Regions from separate parts of the Mus musculus genome. Here region 2 is linked to region 1. The links are chromatin contacts, called in public promoter capture Hi-C maps. All regions are on one chromosome and are shown on one strand. The core of a region is the stretch at or near the end of the contact, and the rest is flanking DNA. Distances in the headings are between cores, read along the strand shown. Region 1 holds the start of Itga1 (integrin alpha 1). Region 2 holds the start of Nnt (nicotinamide nucleotide transhydrogenase).

Region 1 (5,127 bases), core at 1,364-3,863:
TACGAGGAATGTAAGGAAACAATACGGGATGTGATGGCTGTTCGGTTTAAGGGTTGTGGTAGGCAGAGTTAACAGTGTGGAACCACCAAAGACGCCCTTGCCCTAATCCGTGAAAGTTGAGCGTATTACCTTTGAGGAGAAAGCAGACTTGGCAGAGAGATTGAATGGGCATTCCTAAAGAGGTACCGAATAAATGCAGGGAGGGACCCAGGGCAGGTAGACCTGGAGAAGATGCGACCATGAAGCGGGCCAGAGAGGAAGACTGAAAAACTGCATGTCAACTTTTGAAAGTAGCCTCAGGAAGTGGAAGGAAACGCCCTGGTGGGGGGAGTGGGGCATGATTTTTATCACAGTGTGACTTAAAACCTATAGAACTGTAAAACTGTAAATACCGTGTTTTAAGCCAATAAATCAATGGCAACTTATTGCAGCAGCAATAAGAAATTGCCTGAATTTGGGCAATCTGTTGAGAAATTTGGATTTTTATCTGAGAGGGCAATCTCGAACTACTACAGATGATCTACTTCAAATAGATACAAGAAAAATATTTGGTAGGTGGGTCCGAGGGACAGTTTAAGCTCTGTAGCATCATTCCTAAATGGATATGTCTGTAAGACTCCAGATTAACTGCTGAGTCCATGGTTTTTAAGTATGAGTAACTGATAAGGAAAAAGTCAAACCCGGGATACTTAATGCCTTGTGTCTTGTGGAATGGACATAAATACACTAAATATAAGGAACCTGTCCGCCCTGGGTCAACCATGCTCTAAATATTATACACTAATAACTGGAGCGTACTTTAGAAAAACCTGCCGATCGGCCTCTTTTAACTCTCATCTTGGATTCAGCAAAGCATGTCATACCAATGTATATGTGAAACTGTAGCTTTCTCATCCCCACCCCTCCTTTTAGAGAATATGGAAGTTTCGTTTGCACACTGACTGAATGGTTGGTAAAATGGGGAGGAAAAAAAAAAAAGATACAGCTTGAGTAATTAGTAAACAATTCCGATTTTGCAAAACATCAAGATACAATCTCTGAAAGTTAGGGTTGGAAGGGACTCACAAGCCAAGCTTGCATCAAGGGTCAATGCAGGAGCCGGTAGGTTAAAACCACTCCTTGGCCTAGAATGCTGTTTAGAAGTCACCACTGTTTGGATTCCTGGGCATTTCCTGAAGAGTGGGAAATGTTGGGATGAAAGCCCGTAGCTCGTTAACTGCCCACACCACTTTACTATGACAGAGGATGGGCTTATTAAAACTCCATTTGGAAGTGAATGTAAGGGTTCTCAGTGCTTAGCCGTCCACTGCAGGGTTAACTGGCCCTATGTAATAGTCCAATGTGAAATTAACTAGTTAGGCACGCCAACAGTGAAAACAATCAGGCAATTGAATATCATGTCCTGTTAAAGAAAGCTACTAATTGAAGAACTAAAGAAGTGATAAACTGTGCTTAAATCCTTTCACTTGGACACCAGCTCAGTTTCCCTCCCCAACTGGTAACTACAATAAAGGCTGTGAGCTTAGCTACTGTTAGGGAAATCGGAAATGTCCCCACATTTCTCTCAGTTGAATAGAACACTGCAGTATCTTTTAAGAAGGTACTGCACCTTCTTAAGAAACGCATTTGTATTTGAAAGACAGCACTGCGACATTTGGGTGCTAAACATTCAATTTCAAAATGTTCCGCCTCTTAGGAGCTAACGTAGAAACGTCATATTGGGACAAGAAGTAGATTTGTCTGGCATGCCTGTCTTTCCTTGTTCTTTGGCAGAGAAGGTCCTAAGTATTAAAAAGGAAGAAAATGCTATCAAGTTCACTTCTGAGCAACCCTAGGGCAGGAACTTTGCACACTAATCAGACGCCTCCGGTTACTCTCTCCCTTGCAATAATTCAAATGCCTAAAACACAACGCACAACTTAAAAACAACTTTAATTAGAAATGCCAGATGTACTTGGAAAGTTCTCAGCACCTCCTCCCTCACGCGGGCGCTACCTTCAGTCCTTTGAACTGACAGCTGTACCTGAGGTCCCCTCTGGTTTGCCCTTCTGCTATGTGTGTCACCCCTCACCAAAGCCCCAAGCCCCACCAGAGATGCTCAGGAAAGCAGGGTCGCTCACCGGTGAGAAGCCAGATGCAGGCTACAGTGACCTCTAGGCTAGCAGGACGCCTGGGGACCATTGCTGGAGTGGCTGCTGGAACCAGCGACGTACTGGTTCGTGGGCAGGAGCTGGCAGGAACAGGCAGAAGCCAGGCGCCGGCGACTTGCGCTCTGGGTCACTCGGTGCGGTCTCCGCGGGTGTCCGGCAGCGGCCCCAGCGGCTGCAGCGCCCTGGAGCGGTGGAAGAGTAATTTCCTGTGTTTTGGTCGAATGCTGCTAAGCCCGCTCCACGCTTCTCAGATCCCAGATGGATTGCCACATCTCCCGCCCCTTTGCGCTCAAGTCTCTGAAATCTCACTGGCAGCCACCCAGGCTCTGTCCGAGACATGGACAAATAAAGCCAACTTCGCGGGACCGTGTTTAGGCTAAAGTCCACAGGCAGCAGCAAAGCAAACCTTAAAGGGACATCTGCCTTTCACTGAGAGGGCGATCTTGCTTCACGAACCAAATCCCAAAGGTGGTTGGAAGGCGGGGCTGGACATTCAGGAGGGTGTCGCCAGTCTAGTAGCCCCGCCTTCGCACCCCAGGACTTCTCCCGGATCTGGGTAGAAAGGGTACTTTCAAAGTGCCCGGGCTTTTACTCCTTGCTGGGAGGCTGCTTTCCTGTGTCCAGCTGCGCAGAATGGATCAGACTCGCAAGGAAGTTAGCCCTTTTATGCTAGCGGACTCAGGAACTTGGCCTTGGAGCCTTCTCGCCTCCAGGCATCCTGGCCACCGGCAAGCTTCTCGGAGGGCTTTCCTTTAAGTTACAGAGAGCTTGCCTCTTTTAGAAGACTCCTGATTAAAGGCAGTTGTAGATAAAGGGTTTTGATGGGGAAATCACAGTAAGACAGCCAGGAAAAAGGGAGAAACTAGACTGGGGGTGGGGAAGGAAGAGTTAGGGAAAGGGGGTGGGGAGGAAGGCAGTCTCCCTTGAAATGGAATGTGGACTATTTTGTCTAAGCTAAATTAGGATGTTTGAACGTTGAGAACTTGCTCTAATAGAAGCCAAGGTATTGTTTTAGGTTTTGTTTAGTTTTCTCCTTCTCCTTCTCCTTCTCCTTCTCCTTCTCCTTCTCCTTCTCCTTCTCCTTCTCCTTCTCCTTCTCCTTCTCCTTCTCCTTCTCCTTCTCCTTCTCCTTCTCCTTCTCCTTCTCCTTCTCCTTCTCCTTCTCCTTCTCCTTCTCCTTCTCCTCCTCCTCCTCCTCCTCCTCCTCCTCCTCCTCCTCCTCCTCCTCCTCCCCCTTCTCCTCCTTCTCCTCCTGGCTTCCTGTGCCTGGTCACTCATGATCCCTTCTAGCTTCAACAAATATGTGTCATTTTCAAGTGGCTTAGCACTTTTGAGAATTTCAAAGAAGAGGAAGGAATGGATGAGTGGGGTTTGTGGTTAGAGCCCCTTGCAGAAATCAGTCCAAGTTAGCAAATACTGGGACATCCCTGTCCAGAGCAGGACAAAGTAGGAGAAGGGTGCCACCCAAAGGAGGACCCACTGTCTAGACTACAAGGCAGGGAGCATAGATAGGGACTGGGAGTGGGGAGGGCTGAAGAAGCACACAGGTATCACTAAGTAAACTGCCAAATAGAGAAATACAGAAGCGACAAGGGGAAAGGACAAATGTTAAAGAAGTCTGGTGGCACACGCCTTTAATCCCTGCACTTGGGAGGCAGAGGCAGGCGGATTTCTGAGTTCGAGGCCAGCCTGGTCTACAAAGTGAGTTCAAGGACAGCCAGAGCTATAGAGCTATATAGAGAAACCCTGTCTCAAAAAAACAAGAAGAAGAAGGAGGAGGAGGAGGAGGAGGAAGGAGGAGGAGGAGGAGGAGGAGGAGGAGGAGGAGGAGGAGGAGGAGGAGGAGAAGGAGAAGGAGAAGGAGAAGGAGAAGGAGAAGAAGAAGAAGAAGAAGAAGAAGAAGAAGAAGAAGAAGAAGAAGAAGAAGAAGAAGAAGAAGAAGAAGAAGAAGAAGAAGAAGACGTCTGAATGTCAAGAATAGGGTGAGCTATTCGGGCGTGGTGGCATATGCCTGTTATCCCACCACTGGACAACCTGAGGAAGGAAGGCTTCAGATTCAAGAGGCGCTTGGGCCCCAGAGTGAGACCATGTCTCAAAATAGACAACACACACACACATGAGAGAGAGAGAGAGAGAGAGAGAGAGAGAGAGAGAGAGAGAGAGAGAACAAACAAAACGGTGAGGAGGACTCTGAGGTCACAGGGTACCTAACCGAATTACCACAACCATTAGTCCATTAGCAAAGAATTCCCTTTCTGTGGTGGTTTGAATATCCTTGGCCCACGGGAAGTGGCACTTTTAGGAGGTGTGGCCTTGCTGGAATAGGTGTGACCTTTTTGTAGGAAGTGTGTCACTGTATGTCACTGGTGGTGACCTTTGAGGTTTCTAAAGCCCCTTTCCCACTTAGCTCCCTCTGCCTTGTGATTGGGGCAGTTGAAAGCTCTCAGCTACTGCTCCAACATCACTCCTGCCTGCCTGCTGCATGAACCCTGCCTTTATGGGCAAGAACTCTAACCCACTGAAACTGTAAGCCTCAGTAAACCCATTCTTCTGTAAATCACATTGGTTCAGGTGTTTTATCACAGCAGTAGAAATATAACTAATACAGTTGATAATTCTGGTGAATAGTCTTAAAGAGAAACACACACACACACATGCATTTTACACTGAAGTTTGTGTTGGGCCTCATCTAATATACTGTAAAACCACCAAAGTTCTGGAGTTAGGTTGCATCGATGCCAGCTCATAGCAATCATAGCACTGTAGCTGTATAACATGGAAGAATAGCCTAGGTTTTCTTCTCTCTCTCTTTTTTTAATTTATTTATTATCCTACATAAGTACACTGTAGCTCTCTTCAGACACCAGAAGAGGTCATCAGATCCCATTACAGATGGTTGTGAGCTGCCATGTGGTTGCTGGGATTTGAACTCATGATGTCCGGAAAAGCAGTCAGTGCTCTTAACCACTGAGCCATC
Region 2 (5,127 bases), core at 789-3,288, 4.3 Mb after region 1:
GCACCTGATCTAGCAAAAGAAGACAGTAAAGAGATTAGAGTATACTCTGGGTTGGAATCCGCTTCTCTACCTTTATCCAGATGTGTCCTTCTCAAATCACCCAGCTTCTCTGTCTTTAAGGTCAGAATTATAGTAAAAACCTACCTCATAAAGGTCTGAGGATTAAAGTAGCAAAGTGCCCTGATCACTGGTTTGTAGAGAGGATTAAAGAACTCAAGATCCTGGTGAGTTACTCCATTCACTTTGTTATTTTTCATGGCCCACTGCTTTGCATTAAACAGAGTAAGTCAGCTAATACTTTTTGACTGAACACTTAAATAACTAGGGCTGGGTATCCTGAGGCCATTCCACAATATATTTCTGAAACAGTTTCCAGACTCTTCCTTTGAAAATAAAAACTTTGTATAGCCTCGTAGAAAACTGGCCCTATCTGTTTGCTTATACTAGAATAATCCAAAACTGTCCCTTCAATAAATTAAAAAAAAAAAAAAAAGAAAGAATGAAAATGGAGCTGGGGTGGTAGCTCATGATTGTAAATGCCAGCATCGGAGAGGTTAAGGCAGGAGGAGCAACTCAAGTTCAAAGCCAGCCTAGGCTACACATAGAAGTTCGTTCAAGCCAGCCAAGGCTACAGACCGAGATCTTCCTCGTCTCGAAATAAAAAAGTATAATAAGAATAATAAAGTAAGAAAGGAAAAATAACCAAGATTTGCCCAAAAAAGGGGGTTCAGTGGGCAAGCAAGCCCCATGCCTCCAAAGTTTTCTAAGGACTGCACACTACCGTAGGACAAATAAAGGGCACCTGCAAGCATAAACAAAGTCATGCTTTTAAAAGCTAGGCATACCAACAAGGACACAATACCCTATCCTGGCAGGCAGCGTGACCTCTCCCAAAGCCACTGCAGCCATGGCTCCTGTCACAGGTGCTGCCCCTCCCTCAGCAACTAAACTGCCACCCTCTGGCACGTGCAGCTGGACCGCTATTTATAACCTCCTGTGGAAGCCCATTGGCTCTGGCTACATAGTAGTTATTGTGCCTCTCAAGTTTGAACCAGCTCTGGCCAGAACTACACCCTGACCTCTAATAGAGCCCACCGTGACTTACCAATCCAAACCCCTTTTTCTCAGTATTCAGAAACTACCACCAGTCAGCCCGGACCTACAGTCACATCTTTTCCTATACACCTAACTGGACACCCCGCCTGAACACTCTCAAAGTTCAAGTACAACTTAGGAGCGCCCAGCTGTCATTCTTCTAGGTAAACCATTCATCGAAAGTCCTCTACGACCTCTCTTCCAGTCCCTCTAAGGGCCAAAATGACTACGTACAACTTTTGCAGCCCTTGCCCCCACCCCACCCCCACCCCAGGATCCAAGATCTGCACCTGCACAGCTGTCACTTGCTTACTTTGTCTTCTGCCGGGACTCCGTTCCCACCTCTACCCTCTCACTCCTTTCCATGTCACCCCAATAGAACGCACACACAAAAGGAGCCCCGAGGCATATACCGCATTCCTTCTCCGTCAGTCTCCTGCAGGAGCCTCTGCGCCCCACTTGCTAGACACAGCCGACCCCGCCCCCCTGCTGCTCTCTCTCGGGTCCCCTTCGCCGAGGGACCGGGGATCTGCGCTGGCTGCCCGCCTTTTCCAGCAGCCCCTAGGCGCTGCAGGGCTGGTTGGCTCACCTGGACCGGCAGGCGGGACAGATGGCGACCCCGGGCTGCGAGCAAACGCCACGCCGAGCTAGCAGACCCGGGGTTGGCCCGCGGCGTTGTGCCTCCAACCCGGAAGAACAGCCCCAACTTTGAGGCGGCGGCGGCGACCACGTGACACAGGGCTGCCTAGACCCGGACCCGCGCCCCCTTTCGGCACCCCTTCTCCCCCTCCCCGAGCCTCCTGCCAAACCCGCTTGGCCCGATCGCCAGTCTGCAAAGGAGAAAAAGACTCCACCAGATGCACGCTTACAGCGCAGCAGCTGGTCCCCTCCGGGTGGCCGCTGAAGCCCCTTTGTCTCTGCCAGGGCCCCAGGCCCGCAGCCCCGCCCCCTTGCTCTTGCTCAATCGGCCTCTGTCAATCAAACCCGATGCCAAGCACTGCAACTCAAGTTTTTAGGAATTCGTACCTCTTCTTTCCCCCCAGGAGACTAAGTTACAAAGTGTGATTTCCTCACCGGTCTCCCAGCAGAGCAAATAAACGGATACTATAACTCCACTCTTGGGCCGGACTTTTCCTCTAACTCTCTAGGAAAAAAAAAAAAAAAAAATCCGAACTTCTGTAACTGGAGAAGACTTAGGCGGGAGGAAGCCGAGGGCGGGAATGGGGGCGTTGTTTTTCCATTCTGGACGGGGGTGGGGTTAAATTCCTCACAAACGAAGTCAAGGCCTGAAAATGAACACACACATGTGCATATTTGGCTTCAACAGCGAGGCCAGCCAAGAGGAAACCCTGCGCTACTATTAACATAGGCAGTGTCTAGAATGTAATTGTAGTTGACGTCCCTGTTAAGGTTCCTGATTAAGGAAATCAAAACATAACGACCTAGTTATTGGTTAGTGATTAGATTCTGTTACTTGCTCTGCAGGTACACTGATTAAACTTACCCAGCGCTGAGTCTAAAGGAAACGTCAGTGTAAGATTGTTTGTTTGCTTGCTTGCTTGCTTTTAATTTTTTTTTTAAGATTTATTTATTTATTATATGTAAGTACACTGTAGCTGTCTTCAGACACTCCAGAAGAGGGCGTCAGATCTTGTTACAGATGGTTGTGAGCCACCATGTGGTTGCTGGGATTTGAACTCCTGACCTTCGGGAGAGCAGTCGGGTGCTCTTACCCACTGAGCCATCTCACCAGCCCCTTGCTTTTAATTTAACTGAAATATTTTAACAGGCAGAAGAAAAAAAAAAAAAACAGACATTCAGTATCTTTTAAAAATAAGTGAACCACAGAGAACCCCTTATTTAGAGAATGCCTTGTGTTTTATACAGCAGAAAGGGTCATTGGGCTACTGGACTCCGCACAGCAATCTGGAGTAAACTCTTCCGGTGGCAGAAGAACTGGAAGGCAGGAAAGGACTCGGCCCGGTGTTTTAAAATAATAATCGTAAGTCAACAGATAGTAATACTGCAGGTACAATGAGGCAAGTCCTTAACCATTTTAAACTCTTTTGTGCTGCGGACTGTGTGGTAAGTAGTTCGGAGTTCACGTGCAAGGCTTTTCTACAATCAGCAAGTCTAGCCTTGAAGGGCATCTGCCTTCATACTCTATGTTTTCCAATGCTTTCTTTCTTAGTGTTGTTTTTGTTACTCCCCCTCCCCTCATTTTGAGTAGCATTCCCCTGTCCTGCTCCTTCCTCTGCCTCCTACCTCTCTAATGGAACTGTTCCACAATCATTTTTACACAGTGTTCTACCATCCCTCCTTCCTTAAGGGAACTCTCCACCCCACTGGCCCTTTTCTGGTTTCCTGACGTACTCCAAATACACAAAACTAATGAACTGAAGTTACCTTGCTCTTTATAATATTTCCAGTTTCACCCATTTAGCTGCAAGTTTCATAATTTCATTTTCCTTAATAGCTGGATAAAATGACATTCTGTACATATACCACATTTTCATTATCCATTCATTAGTCGATGTACATCTGGACTGATTCTGCTTTCTAGCTATTGTGTATAGATCAGCAGTGAACATGGATGTACAAGTGAGTGTCCCTGTAGGAGAATATAGATTCCTTGGTGTCTTAGCCAGTGTTCTGTTGCTGTGAACGGACGCCATGACCACGGCAACATTTATAAGAAAAATGATTTAATTGGAGCTTGCTTACAGTTCCAGAAGTTTAATCCATTGTCATCATGAAGGGAAGTATGGTGGCAGGCAGACAGAAGCAGCTGAAAGTTTTACATCTGGATCGGCAGACAGCCTGAAGAGCCAGACACTGGGTCTGGGTTGAGCTTTTGAATCCCCAAGGCCCACTCCCATGCTTCCTCCACCAAGGCCACACCTACTCCAAAAAGGCCACACCTCCTAATCCCTCTCAAGTAATGCCACTCCTTAATTCAAACTCGTGGCATTCAAACACATGAACCTATGGAGTTCACTTCTATTCAAGCCAACACACTTAAGGTACATGCCCAGAAGTGGCAAGGCTGAGTCATACTTCAAGGTCCTTGGAGGAACCTCCAGACTGATTTCTAGAGTGGCTGCACGAGCTTACACTCCCATCAGCAGTGTCTGAGGGTTCCCATTTCCCTGAATCCAGGTCAACATTAGGATACACAAATTAAATCCTGTCAAATGTAGAAGACTTTTAGGCCAACAGAGGTTTAAAGATAGTGTTATCTTCTAGAAAATTCATCAGGTCCAAAAACTGTAACATACCATTACATCAGCTTTAAAGTCTGAAAATCAAAGAGGTACCTAATAGTCAAAAAATTAAAGTGTAAACTGAAGCTGAGATGTGCTACTAAATGTTGTGTTTTACCCTGGTGCTATCTGTATTTTGATGTTAATTCTGGGGTTGTCCGCCAACAAAGAGTGATCTTATTGAGCCTTCTCCCCATTCTAACCGGTCAAATAAAGGCCAGAGCCTATGATTGGGCAGTGGAAGGGAAAGGTGGGACTGGGGGATCTCAAAAGGAGAGAGGAGTAGGAAGAGAGAGGACGGAGGAAGAGGAGGTGGAAACCTGTGTGGAACAGAACCACATGGTCTGGAGAAACTGCAAGTAACAAGGGGTCTCATCGCAGGAGAATTAATCAGTATAGAGATAGATCGGCCCAATCTAGGCATATAGCTTATAAATATATTAACTGGGTTGTGTGTGTTTTTAAAGGGGCTGACTGGGGTAAGTAATTACCACAACAATTAAAGACTGACCTGTAAACCCAGTCTGCATAAGACCGTGTCTGAAAAAAAGAAAAGAAAATTAAATCGATTTCCATCACAGTTATTGTATTTTGTCAGCACTTTACTATTTCAAGCTCCCCTTCTATAAACATAGTGGTTAACTGGATGGGCGTGGTTCATACCTGTAATCCAAACACTTGGGAGGCTGAGGCAAAAGAATTGCCTGAGTTCAAAGTTAACATGAGCTACATAATGACTATTGGGCTAGCCAACAAGAACTGTCCCAAA

What was found. Promoter capture Hi-C pulls out the DNA fragments that hold promoters and counts their contacts.
Region 2: a promoter capture Hi-C map of liver shows a contact between it and region 1, with 5 times the contacts expected there. The contact joins the promoter of Nnt here to the promoter of Itga1 in region 1. A contact is called at or near these places in 2 of 39 promoter capture datasets (liver and pre-B cells).

What each region holds. Positions count from the first base shown.
Region 1 is chr13:115,099,351-115,104,477 of GRCm38.p6, forward strand. Itga1 (integrin alpha 1) reads right to left here and starts at 2,614. Exons shown (of 29, transcript NM_001033228.3): 1 at 2,121-2,614. The coding sequence starts at 2,181.
Region 2 is chr13:119,407,219-119,412,345 of GRCm38.p6, forward strand. Nnt (nicotinamide nucleotide transhydrogenase) reads right to left here and starts at 2,039. Exons shown (of 17, transcript NM_001308506.1): 1 at 1,685-2,039.